Linked DNA regions of Gossypium hirsutum: region 1 is linked to region 2. Evidence: chromatin contacts called from public Hi-C data. All regions are on one chromosome and are shown on one strand. The core of a region is the stretch at or near the end of the contact, and the rest is flanking DNA. Distances in the headings are between cores, read along the strand shown. Region 1 holds the start of LOC107959661 (RNA demethylase ALKBH10B). Region 2 holds the start of LOC107903911 (small nuclear ribonucleoprotein Sm D2).

Region 1 (4,507 bases), core at 1,772-4,271, 180 kb before region 2:
CTTTTAACTTTTTTCACTATTTTAAATAAAAAATATTTGTTTTATTTCATAAAAAATTAAAATTAATTATAAATTAAATAAAAATAAAATTCAGTTCAGTTCAGTTTTGGATATCGCAGTTTTTTAACTTGCATTTCATAAACCGACCAAACACCTCGGTTCAGGTCAGTTTTCAGTTTTTCCTACTCAGCCCTACTAATTACCAGCTTGCCCTAGAATAGATGCATGATAGATAAAACTATAAACAACGACGCTGAAAGCCTATCAATTGTGATAGGATTCAGCTGAAAACAAAGAAAGCAGTGAAACTCTAGGTGCTAAAATGACCCCCAAAAAAAGAACTTTTAAGAGAACTTGCCTTGAAAATGTCCTCTTTTCCCAGCAGCCCTTAAATCATTTATCAAGGAGACAAGGTCAGAAACTTCCTTCTCATCAAACAGTTTCTCATACAATTTTAGCCCATCCACCACATTGACCTTAAAATAAAATTTCGCTCATAAGAAGTACAAAGAATAGGGAGGAAAAGAAGCAAGAATCTATCAGTTCATACAAAATTTCAGAATATCATCATAAAAGTTATAAAGCATTACCATGTTTCCGTCAAACATCTCATTACCAACAAAAGTTTTTGGATGCAATGCCAGAGTCTGGTTTTCATTCTGATTTTGTGCAGGATGTGAATCATGTTCTGAAAGATCATAAATATAAATACATATAAACATAAAAAAAATGGAGAAATTAAATGTTAAAATCTAAAGAATTATTTGAAGAGATCGAACTGAGTTCAATATTTATCGCAAGATTTGAATCAAGGGGCAGCCACTAAATACCTACCCAATCTATTCCAGCTGTTCCTAGCTAAACAGGAAAGAGACGATTTTTCTACAATACATAAGTAAACAATTTGGATAAGTTTCAAGTCTAAGAAAAATAAATCTAGGGAATATTAAAAGCGTAGCTTCCATTTCAGCACCTCCTAAGATGCTAAAAGCTCCGTTACATGCACTTGGCATTGTAGAGCATAGAACGGATGCTAAAACGACAGATTTGGATGCAGAATATAGGTCTGACACAGCATTCGTAATTCAGACTGAGCAACGAAGAAAGCGAGTCAAATCAAATTTCAACTAAAGAAAGTAAACAGCATAGACTGCAATCATAGATTGCTAGGTAATGTCAACGCCTAATAGACACAATTGAATGCATAAACAGACCCAAAAGACTTGTTATAAAAGGAATATAACTTCTTTAACTAGCTTTTCATTTGGTAAAAGAAAAAGATCCAATTACAGGTGTTAATATAAACCAATTCAATCATAAACCCAATTATAATATAAGCGTCGTTACCTTTTAGTGTGTAAAAGATTCAACTAGATTACAAGGCAAATTTAGTTTTATCAAATTACACAAGGCAATTCAACAAATAATCAACCATGAAAAGCTGCGAAAAATATGGTATCATTCACTAACAAATTCAACATTCACAGCAATGCAAGTGAAAGTCACCAATGTCACCACCGAAAAGCCTTAAGTTACAAATTTTAATCATCCCATCAGAACAGATAACCAAACATAACAAACTGAAACAGAAGGTATCGTTCTTCACAAGAATGCAAGTAAAAGTCAACCGATATCAACACTTAAAATCTTTCAGGCAAACAAGCTTCAATCATCCCATCAGAACAAATAATCAAACATAGCAAGCTACATCATAGAATGTATTATTGACTATCCTAATTCAAATGTTCACCACAATGTAAATACACGAAATGAAAGCAATAAACACGAAACACTATGTAACCATATTACCCTCTGTGACAACTGAGCCTTTATCTTCCACCTTCCCTAACTCACCACCTAACTTAAGTTCCTCATATTTCTCACTCCCTCTCTCATTTCTCTCTGAAACAGCGGTAACAGTAGAATTCCCATTAGTATCCAGCACAGAATTCTGTATTTCTTTGGCCACCTCTACCCTATGCCCCTTAAAGCCAAATCCAGACCTTTTAAAATCCTTTCCCCCAACTTTCCCATGATCACAATGCCTTTGCCTACATCTCCAGGCCACCTGTTGAAGAGCATAGGAAACCTCAGCAATCGAAAAGTACTGCTGCATATGAAGCACAGGGTTCCAGTGACATCTCCTTTGCTGAATGCAAGCTATGACGGCTTCATACTCCCCAACTTCCCCGACCTCACGCAAATGATGACAAAGGGAGTCAATCATAGCATTGGCTGCTGCGAATTCACCCCGCAACCAATAGATAAAGCCATCACGCTCATCGGGAAACCAATTCCGATGATGGTGCTGGTTGAACTCTGCACCTCCTCCACCTCCTCCTCCTGCACCGCCAACGGCTCCAGCATCACCACCTCCGGCGCCAGCTACTGCAGCTGAAGGAGCAGGAAACTGCATTTTATCTGATAAAACTGCATTTCCCGATGGCACTGCCATTGAGGAAAAAGAAAAAACGCTCCCAAACCGATAAAAAAAATTAAACTGCTAAAACAACATATATAAATTAAAAATACCCAAAAACAGATCTAATTAGCTTAAATCCCGCAGAATCCAACGTGATCACGTAAAATCACAAACGAATTTTTTTAACTCAACTTAATCCAACTTCAAAATAGATATAATTAGTGAAAAAATATTAAAAACTGGGTCTTTATTTACTTTTTAAAGGTTTAAGCCGATCTAAAGGATTGGTTTAGTTTAGTCAGATCTGGAAAAATGGGAACTTTGCTTTGGTTGTGCGTAGATTGTGAAAAGGCAAGCAATTTAGGGTTTGGGTATCTGGTTTTTGGAAAGAAAAACAAGAAAGGCCTTTGTCACAGTGAAAGAGATCACGGCTTGGCTTATTGATGACGCATAAAGATGCGCTTTTATAGTGGCTAAAATCCAACAGAACTTCCTTCCCTCACCAGGGATCGATTATCGAACCACATACGAATATTCTTCTTCAATTTCTAAGGTGAATTTTGGTGTTTTAATTCAAGTCTGAGAAAAGTTCGATTGTCTTGGGTTAAGAGTTCTATGTTTGGGCTTTTTGCGGAGGTTAACCTCTTAGCATTAAACCTTGGTCGAATTTTAAATTAATTTCGTAATTACATTATCTTTTGTAATAAAATTACAAGAATATAATATTATGAGTAAGATACAAGGTTACCTTGTTTAATCCATTTAATTAGAATATAAGATTTAAGCATTTAATTAATAAAATGTAAAATTATCTGAAAATAAATTTACTATATTGTCATTATAAAATTTTTGTTTTTGTAAGTTCACTACTTTCAACATTTTTTAGTCTTAAGTTAAACTTAATTATGAAATTTTATTTATATAATTTGTCATTTAATTATTGTAGAGGAATTGGTTGCTTTTAATAAGAAAATAGAAATAAAACTAAAAATTTTACCAAAGTAATTGTGATATATACTATATATATAGATATCAGTATTAAAATTGCAATATCCTTTGATAAATACAAATAATTTTTGTTTCTTATTCGCTCGTTCAATCAATATGCAATGATAATTTGGAAAGTGTTTATTTATTAAGGGCTAGTTGGCAATGCTTTTAAAAAGTGCTTTTGAAAAGTGCTGTGAAAAAGTGTTTTTGAAAAGTTTAGTTTAAAATTTGAGTGTTTAGCATTGCTGTCAAAAAGTATTTTTGAAAAATAAAATGTCCATTTTAGACATGTTATTATCAAGTAACAAATATGCATTTAAATAATATTTAAATTAGTTAATATTATTATATTTTAGTAAGAATATAAAAAATTTATTATAACTTGTTGTTAATATTTTAATATATGAAATATAAATTTAAAATATTTTTAAGCAATAAATATTAATTATTTATAAAATTTAATTAGAATATATAAACTATATTTTAAATATTTAAATATAATCATTAAATATCTGTAATTAGTATTTTAAAAAAATATTTTTTTTATTTTTAATTAATGATTTTAACACATTTGTAATTAAGCACCAAGAAAAAAAAGGAAAGTACTATGTTATTGGAGAGGTGAAAAAGTAATTAAGCACCAAAAGTGCTTTTGGGAGAGGAAAAACTAAAATTTTTAGCTTCTCCTTTTCAGAAGTGCTTTTCAAAAGCACTTCTGAAAAGCTAAAAATTTCAGTCAAAAACAGATTGTTTTACACAACTTTTCTTCCAAAAGTGCTTTTGGAGTCAGAAGTATTTTTTTTAAGAATGAAGAACTGGCCCTAAATTTATAATCCAACGGTGCTTATATATATATAGACTAAATCAAATTTTTATTATTTTTGAAAGATGAAATATAATCTTATGTTATTTTAAAATTTAAAAATTATAAAAAGTTAAATTTTAAATTTTTGAAGCTCCTGCCAACCCCTAGCTTATCTACTATACATAGCTACACAATTTGTCAAATGGAATAAATTTATATTTTTCTCAAATTGTAGATGGTTCATGTTGTAGGCCCTTTTTTTAATTAATAAGGTCTAAACAAACAATTTT
Region 2 (4,223 bases), core at 26-2,525:
TCATATTACAAATTTGACTAGAACTGCTCGTTTTTTATTAGAAGCTTGTGATTTAGTTTTTGATGTAGCAAGTAAGGGAAAACAATTCTTAATTGTTGGTACCAAAAATAAAGCCGCTAATTCGGTGGCAATAAGGGCTCGGTGCCATTAAGTAAATAAAAATGGCTCGGTGGTATGTTAACAAATTGGCCCACTACGAAAATGAGGCTTCATAAGTTCAAGGACTTGAGAACAAAACAAAAGATGGGGGGACTCAATTGTCTTCTGAAAAGAGATGCAACTATGTTGAAGAGACAATTATCTCGCTTGCAAACATATTTGGGCGGGATTAAATATATGATGAGATTGCCTAATATTGTAATCATTGTTGATCAACAAGAAGAATATACGACTCTTCGAGAATTTATCACTTTGGGAATTCCAACAATTTGTTTAATCGATACAAATAGTGATCCTAATCTCGTAGATATTTTGATTCCAACAAATGATGACGCTACAACTTCAATTCGATTAATTCTTAACAAATTAGCAGTTGCAATTTGTGAGGGTTGTTCTAACTATATATGAAATCCTTTATTAATAATAAGATAAATAAATTATTTTTTAGAACTACATATATCTATGGAATCAGTTACTATATCCTAAATAACAAAGGGTATGGAGTTCCCTTACGAACAAGTAAAAAACATTGTTCTTCTACTAGCATAACTTGTAGCATTTTAAGAGGTGGTTCACTGAACACCTTCACTCCTAGTTGGCCGTCGAGAGCTATAGCAGCCATCCTATCAACTATCCGATTGCTTTCTCTGTAGACATGTAAAATCCTAACTTCCCAAGCTCGTTTTATAAGTTTAAAGATAGATCTCAACACTGCATAAATTGGCATTTTTGTTATTCTTTATTGTATAGTAAGCGTACGACTAGTGTATTATCAGTTTCCCATATCACTTTCCTTATCCAAGGTCCCAAGCATGTCGTAATCCCTCATGCACCCCCCATAACTCCACATCAAGAATTGAGCATGAGCCAATATCTGGGGTGAAGTTAGATATTTACTTGCTTTGATTGTCTCACTGAATTTTATCAATTTTTTTTAATTTTAATAAATTTGAATGCCATGTGGCACATTTTAATTGGTATCATGTGTCAATCAATCTTTTTAAAATTTTTATAAAAATTGAACTGAATTGAATAACAAAATAATAAATTTAGTATCAAGATGAGATGAAACAAAAATTAAATACCGAAATGAAAAACCATATATAGTTCAAGGGCGAAAGGGAGCATTAAGCCTAACTAGAAGATCAAAATTTAAAACCAACGAATGTTAATCAACCAAAAAGCCCCAAACCCTAATATGGAGCTAATAGACGGACACTCAAGCCCAATAACATAAAACCCTAATTTGAAGGGATTAGGGTTTTGTTATTTGGTCGTCGGAGTCTATAAAACGGCTTTCTACTTCATTTCTCCTCAAATCAGATCTAATCGGCGGATTGCCTATCAGGTGAAAATCTACTTTAGGCCTATTATTGTTTTTAATTTCTGCATTTCTCTTAATTTTTCATAGTTGTCCTGAGCTAGGCTTTCGACATTTTTTACTTCCAGTCGGAATTTTTTAGGGTTTGCAGTTTGCAATTGACAACGAAAATTGTCTCTGTTGGTGGTTTAAATCTTTTAATTAATTAATTTTTTTGTTGAAGCCTATATGGAGTCCTGAGCTGAAGAGAATTTTTAGTTTTTCGGCTATTTAAATACCATTCTTATATTTTCCCTTTTCTTCCATCGATAGATTCTTTTCATGTTTGCCTCTGAGGATGATTGAAAACATAACTTTCGTTCTTCCGAGAAATTCCATGCGGAAAATTGCTGGAGACCTGAACTGAGGAGGCTTCATTTTTCTCCTGTTATTGTATAAATTAGCTTGTATATATATGTGTGTGCATACGGATCTGTGCGTGTCAACATTTAGTTATTGTCCGTGACATTTTTGGGATTAGGAGTTGAAGGTTTCTGTCACTCTGATGATGTTTTTCGTTCTCCTGATCTAATATATGCTGAAAATTTATGGAGACCTGAACTGAAAGAGTTTCAGAAGATTTTTCACTGTGATGTTGTGTGATTCAGTGGTTTATGTTGTATCTTTGCAAAGCTAGATTCCGTTATTTTTTCACTAACTCTTCATTCTTCTGAAGCATCCATGTCGGACACTTCAGACTCTAAGCAGTTTTTCAGAAATAACACTTCGTTTTTGTTTTGACTGGGCAATTTATAATTAAGCTATAGTAATTTTTTTCCATTTGGGCAATTTTTGTGTGCATGGTTATAAAATTTATTTCTACAATGTTTTGGATGAGTTCACTATTCATTTGGTATGTAAGCATTGAAAATTATTCCTGTTTCACGCGGCAGTACCATTTTCAAGCGAATTGAGAGTTTCTGAGTTTTTTTTTGTTTTCTAATGGTTTTTGCTTGAATTATGCAGATCTTAGTTTTGATTTTAGTAGGAGATAGTGCTGAACTTCCATAGTTGAAAATGAGGTACTAATTTTTTTATACTTTTTCTTCATGTTCTGTTTCATTTCTTGCATGATAGACTAACCCTTCCATTTGTTTGCTTCTTCTTTTGCAGTCGACCAATGGAGGAAGATGTAAGTTATCATAAATGCTATCTTTTTGTTCTTTCATATGTTTTCAGCTAAAATGCACGTGTTTGCTTATATTCATGTCTTGTTTGTTTATTTTCCCACAGACAGTCAAGAACGAGGAAGAGGAATTTAACACTGGGCCACTGTCTGTTCTGATGATGAGTGTGAAAAATAACACCCAGGTAATGTGATCATCTTTTTGATTCCCCAGCAATGGCTCACCTACTTGTTAGTGAGAATGTGGTTATGTAGAAACTGAATTCGATTTTTATTAATGCAGGTTCTCATCAACTGCCGGAACAACAAAAAACTTCTAGGCCGAGTGAGAGCCTTTGATCGTCACTGCAACATGGTTCTTGAAAATGTCAGGGAGATGTGGACTGAGGTTTGTTTCTTTTCATTTTCTTTTGTATGAATTTTCTTTACAGTTAATTGAAAAGGTACTAATTATTTCTTGATTCGGTATATAGGTGCCAAAAACTGGTAAAGGCAAGAAGAAGGCCTTTCCTGTTAACAAAGACAGATTCATCAGTAAGATGTTCCTTAGGGGGGATTCTGTTATAATTGTTCTTAGAAATCCCAAGTAGAGTATCACACTTGGTAGTGTCAGCTTTGAAACTTCCTGACAAAAATTCGAACTTTGCCCAAGTTTCCGAATTTTTCCTATCTGCATCCGCTTTCATTCAAAGCCTTCAACCTGAACCCCAACACTGCTTTGAGTTACTGAAGCTACTGTATGGAATATTCTTATGGTTGTAAATGACAAATTCTAGTGAACCTGATTGGGGCCCTTTTGACACGTGAATTGTTATGAGATAATTTGTGAATGAATAGCTGAGATCGAGAGATGATCTATGAAATGATTGGTTTGAAGTTCACAGCAAAAATCCAATCTAATGCCCAAGTTTTAGTTTGATTTTCGACGGTGTTAGAATATGCATGTAAGTGGCATTATTATACGTTACTTAAGACATGAGTGTTGAATATATATCTTAAATGGAAATTTGGAATACATGTGAAGAAATTTTTGCAATAATGGTTGATTGTGAATTTGTGATCATATCTAGGATGTCTATTATCATAATTAATGTGTTCTCATTTCTAGTTTATATGCTTGAACAACAGTATAGTTCTGTAAAATTTTCCAAAGTACATTTATATGGTTCATTATTCTGTAGAAAAACATTCTCCCAAAGAAGCTTTTCTCATGCACCATCATCATCTTTCTCCGCTGAATTATCGGTCTCGATGTTCCATCCATTGGTGGTTGATATGATCAGAAGCCAATGGAGATTTCATCATCCTCTGCAATTTGATAGCATATTGCTTGCTTCGGCCATCCGCTGGTTATTTGCTTTTGGTTGCGAGAAAGATAACAATTGCTGCTGACTTATCTCCGTTCCTTGAAGATGATCTTTCAATCGAAGCAGCTTATTGTCTGCAATCTTATTGCTGCTGACTTATTGTACTGCCTAAGTTTAACCATTTCCTGCGTAAGTGTAATTTTATCAGTCTTCAAATTCTCAACTTCCAACCATAGCTCAAAATTTTCATTGTTTTGCTGCTCGGATCCCT

The links. A called contact is a pair of places that touch in the nucleus more often than the background predicts.
Region 1: a contact with region 2 is called in a Hi-C map of leaf, with 2.6 times the contacts expected there. The contact joins the promoter of LOC107959661 here to the promoter of LOC107903911 in region 2. A contact is called at or near these places in 10 of 34 Hi-C or Micro-C datasets (anther, callus, hypocotyl and 2 more).

The regions. Positions count from the first base shown.
Region 1 is chrD05:36,500,407-36,504,913 of Gossypium_hirsutum_v2.1, reverse strand. LOC107959661 (RNA demethylase ALKBH10B) reads right to left here and starts at 3,021. Exons shown (of 8, transcript XM_016895761.2): 1 at 1,810-3,021; 2 at 835-882; 3 at 591-688; 4 at 359-476. The coding sequence starts at 2,455.
Region 2 is chrD05:36,316,627-36,320,849 of Gossypium_hirsutum_v2.1, reverse strand. It overlaps LOC107903911 (small nuclear ribonucleoprotein Sm D2), which reads left to right and starts at 1,275. Exons shown (of 6, transcript XM_016830115.2): 1 at 1,275-1,507; 2 at 2,486-2,541; 3 at 2,633-2,651; 4 at 2,753-2,830; 5 at 2,929-3,033; 6 at 3,119-3,564. The coding sequence starts at 2,537. The coding sequence ends at 3,235. It also overlaps the pseudogene LOC121218045 and the pseudogene LOC121218044.